Regions from separate parts of the Mus musculus genome. Here region 1 is linked to region 2. The links are chromatin contacts, called in public Hi-C maps. All regions are on one chromosome and are shown on one strand. The core of a region is the stretch at or near the end of the contact, and the rest is flanking DNA. Distances in the headings are between cores, read along the strand shown.

Region 1 (7,034 bases), core at 884-3,383, 180 kb after region 2:
AGGGAAAAAAAGTTGCCATCTAATTTCTAAAGACTTCAATGGCTGCAGATGTACTACCAAGTCTTTGTCCCAGGGAAAGGACTCAGGCCCTGAACTGCTTTTCTTTCTCAGTAATCGAGGTGTTCTGATGGGTAGAAAAGGCCAGAAGCTCCAACAACCAGAAATAAATCATTATTTCTAGTAGAACATCTGCCTATCTATGCTGGCTCTAAGTACATTCCCCTTTTCCATAACTCAGTGGTAGTACAGATGTCACTCATAGCTCCATCAGATAAAACTGTATTTTATGGCCCACTGAGTTACAAATTCCCAGGGTCCCAAATCACTTTGGTAGCCATTGTCCTGTACAAAGATATCACACCTGTCAGAGGCGAGTGTGGAATTGTGTTGCTAACCTAATATTTTAAAGGGTGACTTTAACTACTATTTCTTCATTCTCACATTTGAAGTCCAAAGTTATAGTTTAGGGGTCATTCTTACTTTATTTCCACCCCAACATTTTAAGTGATGGATTGAACCCATAAGAAAATTGGTATTTAAAGGAAATAGCGAAGATATGATTTTTGAATGTATGATGCTAGGACTCAAACCAGGTCCTCTGGAAGAGCAACCTGTCCTCTTAACCCCTAAGCCATCACTGGCACCAACTCCAAAATTTTAACATTTAAAACCAACTTGTATTCAATCAGTGTTATAATCAATAATCTGCAACATCAAATACGTGGTGCTTTTCTTACTCTAAAGCATGGTCCTTCTTGAGGAAGGAGTGGTTTTGCCGTCCAAGAGATACTTGGCAATGTCTGAAGGCAGTTGTTGGTTGTCCCAACAGGGATACTTTTAGTAGACTGAGAACAAGAGCACAGGAGTGCAGCTAGCCATCTTCCTTTGCACAGCACCAGGGAATTTGACGCCCCTCTTAAGGTTCTTAAACTCATTGATAAGAGAAGGGGGATAGAGAAGATTTACAGCTTGCCTGGCACATTGTTTTACATTTAAATGCTTATAAAATAGCTTCCAACTAGCTTCTGAGCCCATTTTAAATTCTTCTATTAAAGTTAAGAAGTATAATGTCACCAAGTACTTACATGGTGGATAAGCTGTCTCATGGCAGGGAGACGCTTCAGAAAAAGAGTGAGAAAGTCCAGAACATCAGATAAAGACATGCCTAGGATCTGGTTAGTATCCAAAAGGAAAAAGAAACAGGATGGAAAGAGGGGAGAGGTTCACTTCTCTGAGTAATTTTAGAAGAACAGACTAAGCAGACCTGCATGACAACAGCTTCATAAGTGACCACACCGGGGAAGAAAATGCATGCTGTCTTACTAGGGAGATAAAAAAATGTGCCTCCCGTTTCACTAGCATGGCTTTAGATGAATTGGTCTTTCTGGATGATGGTCTTTTGGCCAGGTGATTAACATCCCAGCTGGATTAACCCTTAAGGAAGGAGAAAATAGTATGTAATGCTGTACTCTTTAGAGCAAGTCTGAATGCCATGTCTTCACCCAAGGCTCAAAAGTATTCTATGCTTTTGACTGGGTCTTAAGAATGGTGAGCATGCAGGCAGAATTAATTGATGCCGGAGAGGTAGCTGAGAGTTCTACATCCGAATTGGCAAGGAGCAGGAAAAGACAGTGAGCCACTGGGCATAGTTTGAGCTTCTGAAGCCTCAAAGCCCACCTCCTGTGACACATTTCCTCCAATAAAACCTTATGTGTTCAACAAGACAAAAGCCCCTAGTGATACCACTCCCCCAATGGGTCTATGAGGGTCGTTTTTCAAACCACCACAGTAAGATGAATGGAAGAAGACATTGTAAGAGTCTTATCTACGTCTATATGAACACCCAGTCAGAAAGTAGCAGCATCGTAAGGATGGTATAGTACATATGCTTTGTAGACAGCATCCTATGTTCACAGTCCATCCAGTTCGTCCACTTTCTAAATCTGATGATTTGCAGCTTAACCTCTGTGCCTCTCAGTTCTTCATCAGTAAAACAAATATTACAGTAGACTTCTCATTGTGAGGTCAAACATAAGTTATTATAGTCATAGCATGAGGCATGTAAAAAGTATGGTACGGATGTTGGCCTTTGTTAATACTGTGGTAGTGTTGTTGGTGTGGTTTGATTCTGTTGAGGCAAGTTCTCATTCTCCAGCTCTAGCTAGCCTACAACTCACAAAGACATATCAGCCTCAGCCTCAGCCTCAGCCTCTGCCTCTGCCTCTGCCTCTGCCCTCTGCGCTCTGCCCTCTGCCCTCTGCCCTCTGCCCTCTGCCCTCTGCCTAAGAACTGACATTTATAAGTGTGTACCTTGCCATTATAAATATTGTTGTTAATATACTTGTCATTTTTCAGAGATAGGAATATTGAAACTCAAAGAAGCATGTAAAATGTGCTGTCCTAGTAATCTAGTTGTCTAGCTGGGCTAGATGCCATCAGATCCCAGGCTGTAATGTTCCTGCATTGTTATGTGTCAGAGATTTTCCCAAAGGCTAAAGAGTTGCCAGGGTGTCTCCTGGAAGCTAAGCCATGGCAAATTATTCAGCCTGTAAAGTTGTTTGTTTAAACAGTTTTATAACTTAGCTTATACCCAATCAATAGTCTTGCCCACCGTTAAATAACGAAGTTCATTCTCTTAATCAAACCATGTTGTAAAGGAAGAGAAGAGCTCAAAATGGCACAAGATAGAGACATATCCCTGACTACCAAGAACAGATACAAATAAGGTATCAAAAATCTTCTAAAAGAGCGAGTTAATTACACTTCCACAGTCTTGGCCAGGTTTTTTTTTTTTTTTTTTTTGCTGATTCATCTCAGCTCACCTTGAGTCTTAGATGGCAAACTTAAGCTTCTTAAGTATATTTAGAGAAACCCTGAGACTACGTGCTACTTCCCAGAGGGATCCCAGGCCTTCGTCATTAGTCTATTAGTGACTGAGGTTTAACAGAATACACACAACAGGAAAAGAGAAGATAAATCTTTAGAGGACTGTCTATTCTATGCTGGGTTTCCTGTGTGGAAAATCAGATGACTTGCAACTAATTGTTTGTGTGCAAAAGCCTTTGGCAGCGTTGCCAACAAAAGCAGTGGACAGTGTCTGCTCGAAGCAAACACGTCAGCTCATGTGTTCAGCAAATCCTTTGATCAGAGTGTTGGTCATGTGAGAGGATTGCGTTTTTTTGCTCCGCTTCAGGAGGCTTTTCCTGTGAGCCTAATGTCTGGCCTGCTGAGTGCAGAGCTGCCAAGGCAGAGCCACAGGTGGCCACGACTTGGCAAGTGATAAAACAACAGCTCCACTGAACACAGCAAGAAAGGAACAGGATTCTCAGTCTGGCTTTCAATGCCTACAGACAGCACAAAGCGTTTCTCTTTGGAAATCTAAACTTCTCTACGAGATAGAAAGCCACAAACATAGACCTGTATTACTGAATCCATACCAAACAGTTGGGAGCTTAGATAAAGCAAAATAACCATTTTAAGATTTAGGGGCTTTTGCACAAATTAACAGAATTTTTAGGCACATCTATATAATGACATTTTTGCTAAATAACAAATGACTGTCTTCTTGTGCCTTTTTGCCCATTTCTTCTTTTGATGTAAAAGGGTCCCCTCAAATATTTTTATTCTAACTTTTAAGGAATGCCATATAGAATGTATGCACAGAGAATTTTTAAGTGCCAGTAAAACTTCACTTTCAGTGTCTCTCAACCACAATATATAGCCAACAGAGGCTTTCAAGAAGCCATTATCTTTGTACTCATTCCCCTTAACAGGTGTTCTTTGTGTCATCTTATCCGTCTGTCTGCTTCTCTCCAAGCCCTTGATGTCCTCATGATATAAATCCAATATTTACTTTAGCTCCTGCATATTCTGTATATTATCCCCCAACACTATATCTCACCCATAAACAATGCAAATGAATATATATGCATAGGCATACACATATCAGATATAAATATGTGCATATACATCATATGCATAACGCCAAGCGTCTGAACACACCCTTGATCCCACAGCTGGATATCTGTTTGCTCAACCTGTTCCTTGGGGATTATAAATTCCAGCTTCTAAGACACAGTAACTGAGAAGCAAGGCCAATGCCAAGTGTCTCTGCCAGGAGCTAGTCAGCTGGAACAAGTTCAGCCCTCCATTTTCTTCATCCATAAAATAGAAATTAAGGTGTATTGCTTGCTATACAGAGTCATTATTAAGACTGGCTGGGTTCATGAACATCATGGCATCTTTTAGAGACGTGCAACTGATGGTTTTTGTTTGTTGGTTGGTTGGTTTGGTTTGTTTTCCATTTTTAACATTACTTTCCTTTATTTGTACTGGTGTTTTCCTTACATGTATGTGTATGTATATCAGGTGCATGCCCGGTGCTCCTGGAGGTCAGAAAAAGGCATGAATTCCTTGGAACTAGAGTTATAAGCCACCAGGCAGGGTGCTTGGAATTGAACACAGGTTCTTTGTGTTGTGTTAGAATCAAGGCTCATGTCCAGACAGACCACACCAAGCCAATGCAGTTCCACGTGAGAGAGCTTTATTGTGGGGGAAGGGGACAAGAGGGAGCTATGGAGACAAAAGGAGAAAAGAGAAAAAGAGAGAGAGTGGGAAGCTCAAGAGGGTCTGCCTTTTATTTAGGCTGTGATATAACCGCTCTCTGGTAAAGACGGGAGGTAAACTAAATGGACGTTGGGAATGTATGGCTGGGTTTGGAGGTGTTTTGCAATGGTAAAGTCAGCTCCTGATACCAACACTTTGAATTGAACTCAGGTTCACTATTAGTCTGTGTGTTCTTACCTGCTGAGCCATTTCTCAAGGCCTGCAATTGGCATTTTTGTATTAAAAAAAAAATCCCCATTTCCTAAAATTAAGTGATCTCATTGTTTAGAAGAAACTTAGTTTAAACTAGTTACATTTACACTTTAATTCAAAACTCTGTTCTTATTCTCTGGCAAATGAGCATCAGTTTCTACTTGAGTACACTTCATAAAGGGTATACTTGACCTCTGAAAGCAACTTGCTCCATTCTTAATAATGGTGTTTGGCCACACAGTAATAAAATCAATGGGCCATCTCTGACATGGTTTCCAAACTAGCAACTTACCATATGTGTATCAGGAAAATAAAGTCTAGTTGTGTGCTTTCTTGATGGTTTGTTATTGGCCGATGGTAGTCCATTTCACTATGTTCAAGTCTCCAACTGGAAAGAGAAACTACTTTACATCAGACCACATTTCTGATATTTTAACTTGCATACTCTGAGATAATCCAGAGTCTACCTGCAAATAATCTCTGCATTCAAAAAAGTCTAAAATTTAGCTTTATAATAGTTAAAAAGTAAAACATGAAGTTCTCAGGAGAAATGACCAAGATAAGTTTTCGTGTGGTTGTAACTATCAAAGGTGATACATGTATGGAAAAGAGCTAGCACATGAATAATCAGGAAAACTTCGATTAAACTACCCTTGACTATTATGATACATAGAACAGAACTTTAGAGGCAAACAACTGACAATACCCAGCAAGGCTGAACATGTGGGGCATCTGAAAACCTCAAACAGCTGATCAGAATGGATGCCTATATCATTTTGTGGTGTATACTTAAACTAAAAATACCATTATCAAACAAGCTTAAAAATACCATTATCAAACAAGCTTAACACCAGGAATGATGGAGATTTTCTCCATTCAAAGAATTGCACAGCATGCATGTAAAACTAAATTTGGCTCAAATATCTATTCACTGTAGATGGATAATTGTAAGATATTTGAGCTGTACACTAATGAGAAAGATTATGTATCTCTACACACAGCTGAGTTACAGATCTCATACTCAGGGGCACACAACTTATGGGCAAAGACGTCTCAGAATAAAAACCAATGCATAGCTGCACATCTTGTGTTCAGAAACTTGTCTACTCTATAAAGAATCATTCAAGCATTATAGACTTATGATCCTCTTCATGTTTTATTTTTTTAGTTTACTTCTAGGGAAAATATAATCAGCCTTTCTTCTTGTGTCCATTCTTTCCCCCTTGTATATTTCCTGAGTTAAGTCTCAGATTTCGTGGGGATTTGGGGTTTTTTTTTGTTTGTTTCTTTCTTTGTTTTTTTGTTTTTTTAGACCAGATTTCTCTGTGTAGCCGTAGAACTTGTATCTGGCTTTGGCCTACCTTTGCCTCCTAGGTGTTTGGATTAAAGGCATGCACCACCACTCCTGGCCTGTCGGATTAAAATTTTAATATAGTGTGTGTGTGTGTGTGTGTGTGTGTGTGTGTGTGTGTGTGCGCGTGTGATACTGAGAACTGAATCTAGGACCTCACAATTTTAAGCAGGCTACATCCCCACCATTTGTAATTGTATTTAAGGAAAGTTCAAGTGTAAGAAATTTAACATTTGGTGACAAGGGTGATAGTAATAACTACCTTTGGACAGACATAATGGAGCCTCCTAAGATAGGTCCTGGTGAGAATTGGTAATAATATCAATATACAGATGTTAACCTGCATGGTGGTTATGCAATATCTGCATTTACAAAAATTAATTTATTTTTATATTTAAGAATTATAAACTTTAAAAAAACTTCTTACCAGGAGTTTGTTGCTTTAAAATAATATAATCTATGTTATAACTCATCTAATCAGAAAGAGCTGCCAAAAAGCTTGATAAAACTTAGTTATCATGTTTGTTGATGACTGCGTCTTAGAAGAAAGCAGGTGCATGTAGACCTTCCAAGTGGCTTTTGCTTACCTAATACAAGAGCTTATAGAATGTGTTGCAATGTTTCTTGCTGATGAAATCATTCTTCAAAAATAACTGCATTTAAATAGTAGTTACTTTACCCACAACTAAGGTGAATTAGACATGACTTGGTTCAAGAAACATATTAAACTGAAAGGTGTGGCTTTGTGATTTACAGAATTCCACTACAAATTCTAAGTAAAATGGCTTGTACACACAAGTCTCTTAAAATCTGAGTCATATAAAGAAATAAGTCACTTAAGAAGCACGTGAGAAGTGTATACCTG
Region 2 (6,567 bases), core at 103-2,602:
AATCATGGCTAATATATTATTTGCCTTTGCAAACAGTTGTTTATTCACTTTAGAGATTTTAGTAAAAAGATGTTAAACATGAATGTGTGTATGGGTTGTGTGGGTGTGTGTTTGTGTGTGTGTGTGTGTGTGTGTGTGTGTGTGTGTGTGTGTAGCATGCCATCACAGAAAAGATGCTTTTCAATTTGGTTGTTCAGACCATCCCTAGTATTCAATAAAACAATTGCATAAATTTAGCAAAAAAACAGCTATTTCCTTGCTCTCTCACTCTCCTACCTTCTTCTAAATACATGTTTACATATATGTACAGTTATATGCATTCATACATACATATGCATACACATATATATACACACGCATTCTCACACACATACACACAGATTTACACATATGCATACACATAGATACACACACATGTGCACACACACACTTACACACACATATGTATTCTTTTCAAGCCACAATGTTTATAACTGGTCTTAGGTTGTTACAGATATATTATTTATCTCCTGCTCACCCTGAATAATGCTGATATAAAAGTATTTTTAGAGACTTTTCATGTCATCTTGACTTTTCAAAATATTTATAAATATTTAAAATGTTTGAGTGGATATTGACCTTTGACCATAGAGTACCTTGTCTATTAAAATATGCTTTATTATTCTGTCACCTTATATATGAGCCCTCAAACCCAAATGCCAAGCATCAGAAAACATGTACTTATAAAATCTGCTCTCATAATCTACTGAATAGACCACTGGACTACAGGCAGCAAGATAATATCATGAAGTCAGACAGGCTGCTTGATATGCCTTGTGTTTTAGACAGAATAACTCTTTCACATGGACAACACACTAAAAATACTGGATAGCTGACATATACAGCTAACTCAACAAGATCCATGCATAATAATGTTAGAAAACCCATACCCTTCAAATACTCTTTTTATTTCTGTAGGAATATTTTTATTAGCTTACTCTAAATTAGCTACAGCTCCCACATTTTTGTTTTACCCTTTCACAGTCTCTTATGTTGGCAGAAGTCCCTTCTAACATCGGTCCAAATCTCTTTTCTATCTAGTGTTTGACTTCCCTTGCTGGCCTCCCGCAAGTCAAATAAAGGGCCACCGGCCATTTAATTATCCTACAAACATACTCTCAGTACCAAACATGTTTGCCATTCTCTAAGAGAAGGAAAATCTATTCTTCTAAATATAAAAAGATAACAAAATAACCATATACAGCAAGTATGCATTGACTAAATGTACTTGACAGTCTAGTCAGGTACACAAAGCCACAGAGCCATAAATCTCTAACCTCCTGGATGCAGAACTCCACACGGTGCTCTAGTTAATTAGAGTTCAGCATAGATATTTCTCTAGATCAAATCAGCAGTCATGCAAAGTGTCTTGTTCCGAGAGAACAAACCCACTGGGAATGAATAGAGAAATACTCTTATCGAGCAGTAGAACACACAGTGTTTTTATTTCTTAATGGAGTTTCTATTTCTGCACTGGAAGTCTGCAGTTCTGTGCTCCTCATCACGAGTGCCATTACTGAAAATGAAACTGCTCACTCTTATTTGAAGCTTTACCACAGCTCCCTCCCCACGTGCTTGTTTCTAAAAAGATAACCAAAGCTGCATACAGTGTGCCTAAGGACAATGTGTGGTCCTCACATTAGCATCCCTTTCCTAAGATAGGCACCGCAGCCACTCAGCCTATGTATTTTTACCTAGGCTTAGACTTTTAGCTCCCTGAGGATTTATGCAGCCCTCATGCAATGAATCTCAACAGACTCGAACAGATTGGGCATTGTAAGTAGGGCATAATACCATTTGTTACGAAGGGACCAGGCATATGTGATACTTTAGTCACAGAGCAGACAGGTCACTTTCTCACAATAAAGACTTGAAAATGAGAGGCCTTCCCATCTGTACAGAGGCATGGTGAGTCCTCTGCATCAGCCTTATCATCTTGTCAACATCGTATGTGCAAGTGAGAGTCTCAGTGTATTGCCTCAAGTCATGAGCAAGGCCAAAACAGGATCACTTTAGATAAATTAAAGCAATTCAAGGACAGCAAACTCTACCTGTTGGGTTAGAGTTACAAGCCACAATCATTTGACACCTTTTCTCCTACATGTTTCGTCACTAAGTAGAAAGGGAAAGATGGCTAAAGATACAAAATCTTCAAAGAAGCTTTATTTTCTGGCCACCAGGCCAAGGCACATTAAGGCACTGGAAGAAATGCAAAGTTGCACAGTAACTCTGAGTTTTTCTATCTACAGCGGAATTGGATATAGTTAGTGTTAGTCAAACAAATGCTATTTCCTATCCTCATGTGGGCAAGTCCATTTAGCACAGTAACAAAAGCTGGAAGAAGCAGAGGAGCCAGGAATGCTCACTCACTGCTGGTGAGAAAGTTAACTGGTGCAATCGAGTGGACTCCCCCTCTATGTCTGTGGCACATGAGTCTGTACATGGCCATACATAAGTGGCAGACTACAGACTCAGCATCATCCCTTCACTTCCATCTGCAACAATTGAAGCCCCTGCTTCCGGGCTTCACTCATAGGAAAATATTATATTAAACACGAGATGTATTTGACCAGAACTCACTCTCTCATACTTCTGCCAGTGGGAAGATAACCCACTCCCGGGAGTGACACATGCAGAGAGGGTTACCACACAGGGGAACGAAGCCCACTATAAACCTTCACTTAAGTAGAACCACCTCGATAAGAGTGACCTATACAGGCCAATTTAAGTCAATTTGCATACCTGGAAAATAAGGTGTTGCTGATGTACTACACCAGGACTCTATGGTTATTTCTTATACACAAATAACTGATACAATTCTGATGACTCCTGAAATATTTCTCTGTGCCTGATTTTTCTCTAAACTCCAACCACCCACTCAGTATTTCTAACATTTCAAATAGATCATGCCAGACACTGAAGTCCTGGTATTACTCTTCATCTTTCTGGCTCCTGGTAAGTGAAATTCCTACTAGCTACTTGTCACGAGGAAAAAAAAAAAAGATGGAGTTCTCTTTATTTTTATTGTGTCTTCCTACTTTCTTTCAGTAAGTCCTCTTTTTTTCAAGTTGTGAATAATTTTTTTTCTTGTTTCAGATCTGTTACCTGTGTCCAACTGCTATTATTTCTTCCCATGGCACTGCAGAGCCTCCTGACAGGAGTCACTAGCAGTGTCTTTATTCCAGTGACTTAGTCTTTATGAAGCAGATGGGATGTGACTGCAAGCATGCTGTGCCTTTTCTGACCCACTTAGTACCATTCCATCTGAATCCATTGAAGCCATGTGGCCACTGGGCCCAGAGGCTCTGTCTTCTCTGGATAGCATCACTTGCTCCTTTCCCTGTTCCGTAGCCACATTGTCCTTCGAAATTTCTTCCAGGGACAATGTACATTCTTGGCCGAGGCACTTTATTTTTTTTATTATTTTTATTAGATATATTCTTTATTAACATTTCAAATGTTATTTCCTTTCCTAGTTTCCCCTCCAAAAATCCCCTAACCCCTCTGCCCTTCCCCTGGTGCACAACCCACCCATTCTTGCTTCCTGGCCCTGGCATTAACCTATACTTGGGTATAGAACCTTCACAAGACCAAGGGCCTCTCCTCCTATTGATGACCAACTTGGCCATCCTCTGCTACATATGCAGCTAGAGACACATGTCCCACCATGTGTTTTCTTTGATTGGTGGTTTAGTCCCAGGGAGGTCTGGGGGTACTGGTTATCTTGTTCCTCCTTTGGGGCTGCAAACCCCTTCAGCTTCTTGGGTACTTTCTCTAACTCCTTCATTGGGGACCTTGTGCTCTGTCCAATGGATGACTGTGAGCATCCACTTCTGTATTTCCCAGGCACTGGCAGAGTCTCTCAGGAGACAGCTATATCAGGCTCCTGTCAGAAAGCTCTTGTTGTCATCCACAATAGTGTCTGAGTTTAGTGGTTGTTTATGGGATGGATTTCTAGGCGGGGCAGTCTCTGGATAGTCACTCCTTCAGTCTCTGTTCCAAACATTGTCTCTATAACTCTTTCCATGGGTATTTTGTTCTCCCTTCTAAGAAGGATCGAAGTAACCACACTTTGTTCTTCCTTCTTCTTGGGGTTCATGTGTTTTGCAAATTGTATCTTGGGAATTCTGAGCTTCTGGATTAATATCCACTTATCAGTGAGTGCATATCATGTGTGTTCTTTTTTGATTGGGTTACCTCACTTAGGATGATATCCTCCAGATATGTCCATTTTTCTATGAGTTTCATTAAAAAAAACATAAATTCATTGTTTTTAATAGCTGCATAGTACTCCATTGTGTAAAGGTACAACATTCTCTGTATCCATTCTTCTTTTGAGGGACATCTAGGTTCTTTCCAGATTTTGGCTATTATAAATAAGGCTGCTATGAACATAGTGAAGCATGTGTCTTTATTACAAGTGGAAACATCGTCTGGGTATATGCCCAGGAGAGGTATTGCTGGATCTTCTGGTAGTATTATGTCCAATTTTCTGGGGAACATTCAGACTGATTTCCAGAAAGGTTGTACTAGCTTGCAACCCAACCAGCAATGGAGGAGTGTTCTTTCTCTACATCCTTGCCAGAATCTGCTGTCACCTGAATTTTTGGTCTTAGCCATTCTGACTAGTGTGAGGTGGAATCTCAGAGTTGTTTTGATTCATTTCCCTGATGATTAAGGATGTTGAACAGTTCTCTAGGTGCTTCTCAGCCACTCATTATTCCTCAGTTGAGAGTTCTCTGTTTAGTTCTGTACCTCATTTTTAATAGGGTTATTTGGTTTTCTGGAGTCCAACTTCTTGAGTTCTTTATATATATTGAATATTAGCCCCCCATCAGATTTAGGATTGGTAAAGATCTTCTCCCAATTCGTTGGTTGCTGTTTTGTCTTATTGGCAGTGTCCTTTGCCTTACAGAAGCTTTGCAATGTTATAAGGTCCCATTTGTCAATTCTTGATCTTACAGCACAAGCCATTGCTGTACTGAAATTTTTCCCCTGTGCCCATATCTTCAAGGCTCTTCCCCACTTTCTCCTCTATAAGTTTCAGTATCTCTGGTTTTATGTAGAGTTCCTTGATCCGTTTAGACTTGAGCTCTGTACAAGGAGAAAAGAATGGATTAATTTACATTCTTCTACACTCTAACTGCCAGTTGGACCAGCACCATTTGTTGAAAATGCTGTCTTTTTTCCACTGGATGGTTTTAGCTCCTTTGTCAAAGATCAAGTGACCATAGGTGTGTGGGTTCATTTCTTGGTGTTCAATTCTGTTCCATTGATCTACCTGTCTGCCAGTGTATCATGCAATTTTTGTCACAATTGCTCTGTAGTATAGCTTGAGATCAGGGATGTTGATTCCATCAGAGGTTCGTTTATTGTTGAGAATATTGTTTGCTATTCTAGGTTTTTTGGTTATTCCAGATGAATTTGCAAATTGCCCTTTCTAACTCTTTGAAGAATTGATTAAAGTCTCAGAAAGATCAGGAATTCAAGGCCCATACCTAACCATAATAAAAGCAATATACAGCAAACCAGTAGCCAACATCAAACTAAATGGAGAGAAACTTGAAGCAATCCCACTAAAACCAGGGACTAGACAAGGCTGTCCAATCTCTCCCTACCTATTCAATATAGCACTTGAAGTCCTAGCCAGAGCAATTAGACAACAAAAGGTCTACAGATCAAAAGGATACAAATTGGAAAGGAAGAAGTCAAAATATCACTATTTGCAGATGATAGGATAGTATACTTAAGTGACCCCAAAAATTCCACCAGAGAACTCCTAAGCCTGATAAACAGCTTCAGTGGAGTAGCTGGATATAAAATTAACTCAAAGAAATCCGTTGGCCTTTCTCTACACAAAGGATAAATGGGCTGAGAAAGAAATTAGGGAAACAACATCTTTCACAATAGTCACAAATAATACAAAATACCTTGGTGTGACTCTAACTAAGGAAGTGAAAGCTCTGTATGATAAGAACTTCAAGTCTCTGAATAAAAAGAAGAGCTTCATTTTAGAAAGTAGAAGAAAGTTACCAAAAACAGCTTCAGGGTGGCCTTCTCACTCAGCAAGATACCCACACCTCTGAGCTCAGAAATCAAAAGGTGACTTTAAAAAACCCTTTGTAACATTGCAAGTTGGTCAAACAATACAGGGAGTGGAGAAGTAAAGAAAGCCCCTATCCCACCCCACCTCTTGAACCACTTTTTTTTAACCAAAAACAGAAAAGACAAGAGGGTGGGGCAGAACGAGAAAGCAGGAAAGTAAAGTGAAAGAAAGCAAGTTTGTTTCTAGTAATTACTTTCCCAGTAGGGGGAGAAACGGAGATGGAAGGGACATGGGTTTCATCTTGGGTGGTAAACATTATCTTAGGCGAGTCCACATGCAAGGTGCGCCGTTGCCTACTAATTTAAAGCAGGCGGGTGTTTGAGCAGTTGCCTTGGAGGTGAAAACGCCCAGCCACCACGCTGAGATTTGTCTCTTCTTCACATTCTCTCAAACTAGCAAGAGAAAATAAACAGGGTCTCAAA

What was found. Hi-C and Micro-C count contacts between places; a contact is called where the count stands out from the background.
Region 1: a Hi-C map of the N1E-115 cell line shows a contact between it and region 2, with 4 times the contacts expected there. The contact joins two enhancer-like sites. A contact is called at or near these places in 3 of 484 Hi-C or Micro-C datasets (the N1E-115 cell line, nephron progenitors and uterus).

The regions. Positions count from the first base shown.
Region 1 is chr12:39,917,593-39,924,626 of GRCm38.p6, forward strand. No RefSeq gene overlaps it. Among named protein-coding and RNA genes, the nearest start is that of Gm40399, 30 kb to the right of the region's middle. Within about 2 kb of position 2,134, at least 82 of the 459 cell types and tissues checked have an H3K27ac peak or open chromatin away from gene starts, as enhancers often do. A contact at or near this core is called in the N1E-115 cell line, where this site is marked.
Region 2 is chr12:39,734,834-39,741,400 of GRCm38.p6, forward strand. No RefSeq gene overlaps it. Among named protein-coding and RNA genes, the nearest start is that of Gm24434, 120 kb to the left of the region's middle. Within about 2 kb of position 1,353, at least 27 of the 459 cell types and tissues checked have an H3K27ac peak or open chromatin away from gene starts, as enhancers often do. A contact at or near this core is called in the N1E-115 cell line, where this site is marked.